Regions from separate parts of the Anas platyrhynchos genome. Here region 1 is linked to region 2. Evidence: chromatin contacts called from public Hi-C data. All regions are on one chromosome and are shown on one strand. The core of a region is the stretch at or near the end of the contact, and the rest is flanking DNA. Distances in the headings are between cores, read along the strand shown.

Region 1 (4,365 bases), core at 598-3,097, 140 kb after region 2:
ATCTTACAAAGCACGTACCTCTAGGACTTTCCCAGTAATGAACTGGTGACATGCTTCACACTTGACTCCAAAAAGAACCTGATAGTCCTTTTCACAATAAGGAGCACCATCTCTGAAAAAGAAAATCCACAAAATATAAACCACCTTTTAATAAATGGGTTACAACATGACTTACATTCTTCCCTTGTTTTCACTCTGGAACTCCAATGAACAGCAATCGGCAAAACCAAGAGATGTATTTTGCAGTAGAAGAAAAAAAAATAAAAAATCATATTCTCATAATTCTATAATTATTCGTTTAAATTTCCATAAAGGAAAGGTACCCAACCTTGAAACACTGAAGCAAACCTCATTCTTAAAAAACAGACTCTAAAACTACAGGTGGTACAATTCTAGAGAAATTATTGGAACTCTATCCATGGTGATGAGTGGAGATCATTCAACAAAGAAATCTTCTGTAGTCTGTGAAGAGCATAACCAGTTGCTTCTAAGTGTAAGGTCATGGATGTTTTTGGTATGAACAATGTACATCCATCGTACAAATGGAAGCACCAATCAGAGCTTAATATTATTTCTCGGGTGCTAGCATTGACCTTTTAAGAAATTACAGAATTTATTTCATTTAATTGATTTATAATATTATACATCCCACTGTACTTACTGATGGGTTTGTGAAACATACTTTATTTCCCTGCATTTTCTCCTCATTATATACTTGAAGAGGAGAACAAGGACTGTATCTTCATTCCTTCTGTTTTATAATTACAACACTTTTCCCCCTTCACTTCCTCTGCCCCTCCTTATGTTCAATACTCCCTTCATTAGTTTCTCATTTGGAGTTGAGAAACACTAGCAGGTCAATCACATCATGTTTAGTCTATTCTGTAGCAAAGACAAATAATGGACAGGTTCCTATTTTTTTCCTCAATATCAATGCTGGAAAACAAAATGGCACAAAGCTGTATCAAAGCTGTATCGAACACAGAAAACATAGGAATTCACTCAAACCCTTGTGGGAGCATTGAGATATACCCTCTTCTGTACTGGTATTAAGTAAGGACTGCTATCATTAAACATCACATTGCAGTTGCTCTTTCCAGTTTACCTCCCTTCCCCAGCTCAGCTCTCATTGACAGCAAAGAATTTTGGCATATGCTGAGAGGTGATAGAAACTGGATATCAAAAGGTGAACTTTGCTGCAAGCTCTTCCCTTCTGGCAACAAGAACTCATGCCAACAGTGGAGGAGAGTTGCAGAGGCTACTTACTTGCTGATGTATTCCCCAGTTAGGACCTTCCCACAGGCCTTACACTTAAAGCATCCCAGGTGCCACTGCTTATCCAGAGCTAGCAATGCTTGTCCATTCTTTATGTCTCTTCCACAGCCAGCACAATCTGCAAATAAGCAAACAAATGCATTTGCTGTCAGTTACCTGGTTCATTGTTGCTCATTAACCACCCAACAACTGCTAGACTTGGTAATCAAAGGGGAAAATTATACAGCTATGCAGAGACACATCTTCTTCCTTTCCCCAGAGACTTACAGATCCTCCATGAAGATACAGTCTTCTTTACTACAGACATATTCAGCAGAGGACAGAAATCTCTATCCTGTTTTTCACACTTTGTGATTCAAAGATTGCTAGGTGAGCTTTGTACAAACTTAAGATTTTGTTGGGAAGCAGCTATGAACCATCATCCAGAAAAGTACCAGCCTTCCAAAGGAATCGGTATTTTTCTCATTTTGCTCTTTGCAAGATCTGGAGTGCCAAAGTGAAGCAAAGAAAGGAGGCCTGGGCGAGTGCCACCAGGATGCTGCAGTCTCCCATTGGGTGGCAGCAAAGCCCAGAACGTCCACCCAGCCACAGGCGGTGGCACATCCCAGCCCAGGAAGAGAGGAGAGAGCATTTTTAGCAAGGGCCTGAGGCGAGGGTGACAGCAGTGTGACAGCACTAAATGCTATATGACGGGGCATATTGTGTTCCACCTGCAGGTGTGGAAAACAGCAGCTTTCCTGGGCTCTAATAGGCACAAGCACTCTCACTTGGGGATTTTGGTACTACCCAGTAGCCCATGCTCAGTTTTTGCTGTGATTCAGAAAGACAATTTGATGGCAGACAGCAAACCTGAAGCCCGGAGCCACCGAATGCCCTCTGTCCCAGAAGATGCCACAACATCTCACGTCACATCAGAAATCTTGGGCTCAGCCCTGAGCTCCCATTCCTCTCCATTCAGATATAAGATACTCAAGAGATTTCCTGGCACGGGGCAGTTCAGTGCATGGGGAGATTTGATGAGACTGATGTGGGACACAGCAGGGAACCACCGGTGCTGTGCTGGAGCCTCGAGAGAAAGGACAGCCTGGCAGAGCAGCGAGGCAGAAAGGGAATGCCCATCAACTGGGACACGCTTAGAAGCCAGAGAGAACCTAGAACAAAGGTTTTTCTGTATTTTATTATCCCAAAACTTGGTGTTCTTTTCATGAATATCACATCCTCTCCATGTGTCTGAAACATCAACAAACAGCCTCAAACCAAGACCAGTTCCAGCTGACTGTACAGGTACAGCCCTGACACCATCATCTCCTCACAGTTTTACAGTCCAGGTAACACTACACCCTGCAAAAGGGCGACTCCAGATTTATTATCACAACTGACAATAAAAGGAGTGTCTCCTTTTGACACCCAAGGGCCTGACTTTTGTTTGCTGGATAATGGGCGAGGACAGCCCCAAATAGGCGCTGTGCATTCCTGCGAACCAGGTCACTATTTGCAGCAGGCCTCTCTATCAGCATTCTTCATGCTCTCGACTCCCTCAAGAGAACAGGCCCAAGCACCACGGTATCTTGTAATAAAATGCAAGTCACAGACCAATGATGCAGCTTGGACTTGAAAAGCAACCCTGAGATGTCCTAATCCCAGGGCTTTGCTCTAAAGGACAAAAGTTACAAATTGAAATTATGAAATGACAAGTACTGACAGCACGTAATGGATCCCTCTGCTCTTCTGTGCCGTTTCAAGGCTTCATGCCACTCCACAACGACAGCAAGGGCTGGAACAGGTCACTGAGAGAGGCGCTGGAGTTTATGAAATGGGACTGAGGGGGAGACAAGTGAACATCTGTCAGGATGCCATTGGTACATTGATCTTCCCTTTGCTTTGGAGAGGATACTACATTACATCAGGTTCCTTCCAACCTGAAGCCATGCAATACACCTACCAACTGTAACAAGAAATGAGATCTTTCCTCCCACCTCAGTGGGTGCTGAGCTGCAGCTTTAATCAGCACCCATTTCTCAGCTTCCTAGCACTCCTGCTTCTCCCTGCTGTGCCAGCTTCCACATTCCTGACCTGCGGTCCTGCCAAACCATGACACATTCCCTGTTGCAATAATCCCTCCAAAAATCTGCTGTGTTTTCCATGCTTTTGGCAGCTTTATCCAGGCAAGTTTTGCGAAGCTGAAATTTTGCAGATACGGAACCAAGAAAAGAGATTTTTTAAAGCACTTTGTAGCACTTCAGCTGAATTTCTGAAGCCAAGTCAGAATAGAAGAACTGCCTTATGTAAAAGGGCCCACCCAGTCCACAGTCTTTGTCTTTCCTGTTGCAAAAAGCAGTTACGTGGAGGAAATAGGGACCCATGAAGCATGCCCACCTGTGTACTTGCTTCCTGTAAGTCAAAGGTGGCGGTGTTGGACATGCATTTATTATTCTATAGCAACTATGACATTCGCTCACTCTTTGTGTGTTCCTTAAAGAGTAAATGAATATCATTCATTATTTCCAGTCACAGGCATACTGAACATCTAATATCAAAGCAAGCTAATAGCCCAAGTACTGTCTTACTAGGCTGAGATGGCTTTTAACTAAACCTGATTTTAATTCTAGCAAAACAGTTGGGTATGCGCATGAGAAGCTAGCAATTATCATTATTTCCCAAAATAGAGAGTAAATAAGGCTGGGCTAGGCTAAGAAAAGACCATTTATTCATCCAAATTCTACAAATAAAAGCCATTTATGACCGCAGGCATGTATGAAGCATATTAAAGCTTTTGGCTGAATGTCATCAACAGACAGCATATGCGGGCAGGATCTCAGTATCACACTAAGCACAGGCTGCATCAGCCTAAGCCATAACTACCTCATGCTGCAAAGAAAAGGGCAGTGAGATAAGACTAGTGGTTCACAACCACATGCCAGGCCAAACTTGTACTCAAAAATCTGAAAACTCTCTCCCAGAATTTTGTGTAATGGTTCGCACAGCAGTTCTCCCTCTGGCTTCACACCTGGGTCAAACAGATGGCGTCCCTTTGACCCTGAGCTCTCTCGTGCTCTCTTTTTGTCAGATAACCCACATTCCTCCCCACTC
Region 2 (4,079 bases), core at 117-2,616:
GATAAATCTTTCCAGTGCTTGCAGAAGACTCATATGGGGATCTCACCCTGGTGTAGATATTTAGATATTTATTATATTTAGGATACCAGCCCCCATCTCCCCAGCATGGCCTGGGACAGCAGATCCCTATAACGCCCCACTGGAAACCTCTCACATTCCTCAGTGACTCCTCACCAGCGCCCACTTCTGTCCCTTGCAAAAGCCTGGATTTCCCCGGGGGGCTGGGAATTCCCTTCTCCCCAGGTGCTACCAACTGCATGTGGCTTTGGCAAGCCCTCTCCCTTCCCTGCTGGAGATTCCCCCTGGCTGGGAAATGAGATGCTTCCCTGTGAATCATGGATGCCCCTTGATGCAAGCCACCTGTGACAGTGACCAGGGATGTTTGCTGCACCAGCAGGAGCCAAACTCAGTCGCAGTGCTCGCTGCAGGCGGGTGTCGTGCTGGGCACCTTACCTCTGGCACATCGGGCAGCTCCACATCGTCGTAGAGCTCCTCCTGCGGCATCCTCCCCCTGGGCAGGTTGTCGATGTAGGCGTTGGGCTCGGAGTATTTTCTCTGCATTAGGCTGTGAACAGGCAGCCGGACACCCTGTCAGGAGGGGTGGCGCACTCTGCGTGGCCACGCTGATAAATTTTGGGGTGTCTGTGCACGCAGTGCCGCACCCCCAACCCCACTAAGCTGGCTTCCCAAAGGCCACCCGGGTGCATGTCCCTACTCCCGTGACAACAAGTGCTCTCCTGCCTTGCACTGAGCTTTCAAAGAAAGCCCCTGAGCTGCACCCACACCTGAAGCACCCCTCTCCAGCTTGCTCCCCCTCCACCAGCTCCCAGGAGCCCCACACCACCCCGTGGACGTACAAGAAGGAGTTCTTCGCAGCGCTCACGATGCAGGAGACTCTGTCAGCATCCACGTAATCATAGGTAAATTCCTCCGGGTCTGTTTTTGAGCCTGACTCGGATAAGAGGAGGCCCAGCCAGTGGCCCATTTCCTCCGAGGACTTCGCCTACGAGGTGACCAGAAAGATGTTATGGGTGGCAACAGCAGCGTCCCTGGACTCCCTTGGCAAGGGAGTTTATAAGCAGTTCTCTGGCTGTGCAAGGAGTGGAGCTTTATTTATTTTAAACCTGAGGCCACATTAAAAAAAGAAGGCAGTACCACTCTGTGTATGGACCAACTGGCAAACTGGGGAGATATATACAGGAATGCAGCTCCTCTCTTGACTCCTGACTAAAATTTGCAGTCTGCATGTTCCTTTCAGTGGTGAACAATTCAGCTCCCTTCCAAACTAAGTCTCCATGGCTGGAGATGCTGTCGGGGAGCCAGCTTTGGGAGGAAAGAGTGCATTTTCTATTTTGCACCAGCAGAGTGCAGTAACCTGATTTCCAAACACCAGATGTGCAAGGAGACACCAGCACAGTAAAGAGCCTGCGAGTTCCTTATGCCAGAGCCCCAAATCCTGTCTGCACAGGGAAGAAGGGAACGGGAGAGCTTAAAGCATGGTCAGGGAAGAACATCAAAGGGAGCCCCCAGCTATAACATGGCCAGAACCAAATTCCCAGATGCAACGAACAGCCTGACATTTTGCAAAATTAAGTGCTGAATATTGTGCCTGGAAGTCAGCTCTAGCAAATAGCATTATATACTTCCCAGTAGTGGATGATTTCTCCCTGGAGCATGATGTGGGCTGACACAGATATCGTTTGCTTTGATTTGAGGCATTAGAGCAGTAAGTACAAAGTAAAATTCAGGGCAAGTGAATCCCAAACTGGAAAGCATATTTTAAGCTTCCAATCTGTTTTATTTAGCACAGACTTCCCAGTGCCTGGGAAGCCAGCCAGCCAGTCTGTACATAGAGGCTGGTGGCCCAACAAAATGCAGTTTCTTCCATTCACAAAATGTAAATGCTCCCAGCACCTTTTCTTCACATCTGTAATTAGGCAAAATGTCTTGGACATAGACATAACCTGGATCAGAGGCTAAGCAAAAACACCTAAAAACTTCACGGCAGGCACTCAAAGTCAGTTGTTTAGCTATAAATATTCCACCCACTGGAAAAATACAGGAAATTGCTCACATTGTCCACCTCCTACCATAATCAGGCTGTCGTCAGAGAGAACTAAGATTAGAGATAAGCAGCCTAGATGCAGGCAAAGGAAAGTAGCAGATGGAGACGAATTCACTTGCGCTTTCAGAGGCAGATCTGTGATCGGTTTACTTAGGATGCACTCATGACCCACGGCTTTGGGACTCTCTGTTTTCAGAAGATAAAGTTCATAGAATCACAGAATGGTTTGGGTGGGAAGGGACCTTAAAGATCATCTAATTCCACCCCTCTGCCATGGGCAGGGATGCCACTCACTAGATCAGGTTGGCAAAGCCCCGTCTAACCTGGCTTTGAACACCTCCAGCATCAGAGGCAGCCTGGAGTACCAGGCGGGCAGGACACCTTCTAGGTGACTGTGGTCTGGTAAACCAAAGTCCAATGCTTCAGCCTCTGTTTGCTGAAGTGAAGTCTTCTCTAAAGGACCTTTAAAACATTTAGCTTCTGTGCACTGAGAGGTTTTAGGCCTGCTAAGACACCCAAACCGACCATTTAAAGATGAATGAGCTTGGAGATACACAGCCTACCTCCAGAATGAGCCGTTCCTCTCCATTGTGCAGGATGCGGAAGGAGTAGAGATGATCAGGGCTTGGATCCGGGATAATTTCACAACCCGCCAAACTCAGGGGCTGCTGAGCCAGTTTGCTTCGGTTCTTGTCCTGGTAGAAATGGAGGTGACCATCTTTTATCTGACACCAGCGGGACTTCCACTGGCTGTTCACAAACACGTTCAGGTAACCTGCAAGCAAGCACAGGTTATTGGGTCATATTTTGTACCACACGGGGCAGGGGTGAATCAAAAGTCATTTCTGTGCATGGGGAGTAAGTCAGTTCTGAGTTCACCACAAAAAGCCACAGGCAATGATGAAGAGCAGAAACACAAAGATGAGTGGTCCTGAACCAGACAAAACAGGATGAACGGGTGAAAATCGGTTCAAAATGGGACCCTTAAAATTAAAAAAATTCAAAAATTCAAATTAGGCTTGGAGCAGCAAGCTGACTACAGACACCTGGGCAAAGTTGGTCCCAAATGATAATTCCAGTTGACCCACACAACCTCCTCCCTGTTGAATCCCACGTGTGTCTGGTATTATCTGCCCTTGCTCTTGAGTCACCCTGTGAGCTATGGCCTGCCCTTGTAAGCACCACAGTCACCTTAACATGAGGAGGCACCATAATCTGTGTGGATTTATTGGCACGGACCACGTGGACAGTGGCTTTTTTGCCTCCCAATGCATGCACACTGCAGACCATGATGCCTGGTGCTCACCCCGCACTGCACACCAGGGTCCAGCCCTGAGACAAGTCCCTGCAGAGGAGTTTGTGCTGCCACTTACTTGAGGTCTCCAGGGATCGCTCTGGGCTATCCATGGAGCTGGATTTTTTCCTCCCAAGGTTCATCAGGTTGCTTAGTTTTAGGCCTGTTGTGCCTTTCTTCTTAACTACCAGAAACAAACAAAAAAAAAAGTCACTTAGGCTGCATTTATGCCAGCTAAAACCATCCCAAAGCGACTTGCCCAGATTCATGCAGGATCTCTGTGGCAGGGCAGGGCCTCACACCCAGATTTCTCAAGCCCTAGCGAAACACAGTAACTACTGAGAAATCCCAGTGTTCACCTGCCTATTCATTATGGAATGAAAAGCAATGAAATCAAGTTCTCAGTTAGTGAATTTACAGGTGGTTGTCACCCTGCATTGGGTCAGTTTGGGTTGGCAGCAGACTGAGAAGCCACAGAAACCCTCACTGCACACAAAGTTTCCCCTCATTCCCAGGGTGAGTTTTTACCATCTTTTGTCGTCTCAGCTGTCTCTGGGTGCCCCTCTGTGCTGCTCCCACTCTCTGAGGCTGCAGAGTACCTCTCAGAGAGCTCCACCTGCCAACAAGCACCAGACATCAGCTATGCAGACACATACAACCCGCTGCGTCACAGGGAATTTCCCCCCTGGTTGCTCCCCTGTATGGAGGGGAGCTCATGGC

What was found. A called contact is a pair of places that touch in the nucleus more often than the background predicts.
Region 1: a contact with region 2 is called in a Hi-C map of skeletal muscle, with 1.8 times the contacts expected there. The contact joins two enhancer-like sites.

Annotation. Positions count from the first base shown.
Region 1 is chr6:33,038,619-33,042,983 of IASCAAS_PekinDuck_T2T, forward strand. It overlaps ABLIM1 (actin binding LIM protein 1), which reads right to left. Exons shown (of 23, transcript XM_072039808.1): 5 at 1,267-1,393; 6 at 19-112. Among named protein-coding and RNA genes, the nearest start is that of AFAP1L2, 87 kb to the left of the region's middle. Within about 2 kb of position 1,848, at least 4 of the 8 cell types and tissues checked have an H3K27ac peak or open chromatin away from gene starts, as enhancers often do.
Region 2 is chr6:32,895,610-32,899,688 of IASCAAS_PekinDuck_T2T, forward strand. AFAP1L2 (actin filament associated protein 1 like 2) reads right to left here. Exons shown (of 19, transcript XM_038180843.2): 9 at 3,888-3,975; 10 at 3,439-3,543; 11 at 2,629-2,840; 12 at 858-1,003; 13 at 454-565. Among named protein-coding and RNA genes, the nearest start is that of VWA2, 25 kb to the left of the region's middle. Within about 2 kb of position 1,367, at least 2 of the 8 cell types and tissues checked have an H3K27ac peak or open chromatin away from gene starts, as enhancers often do.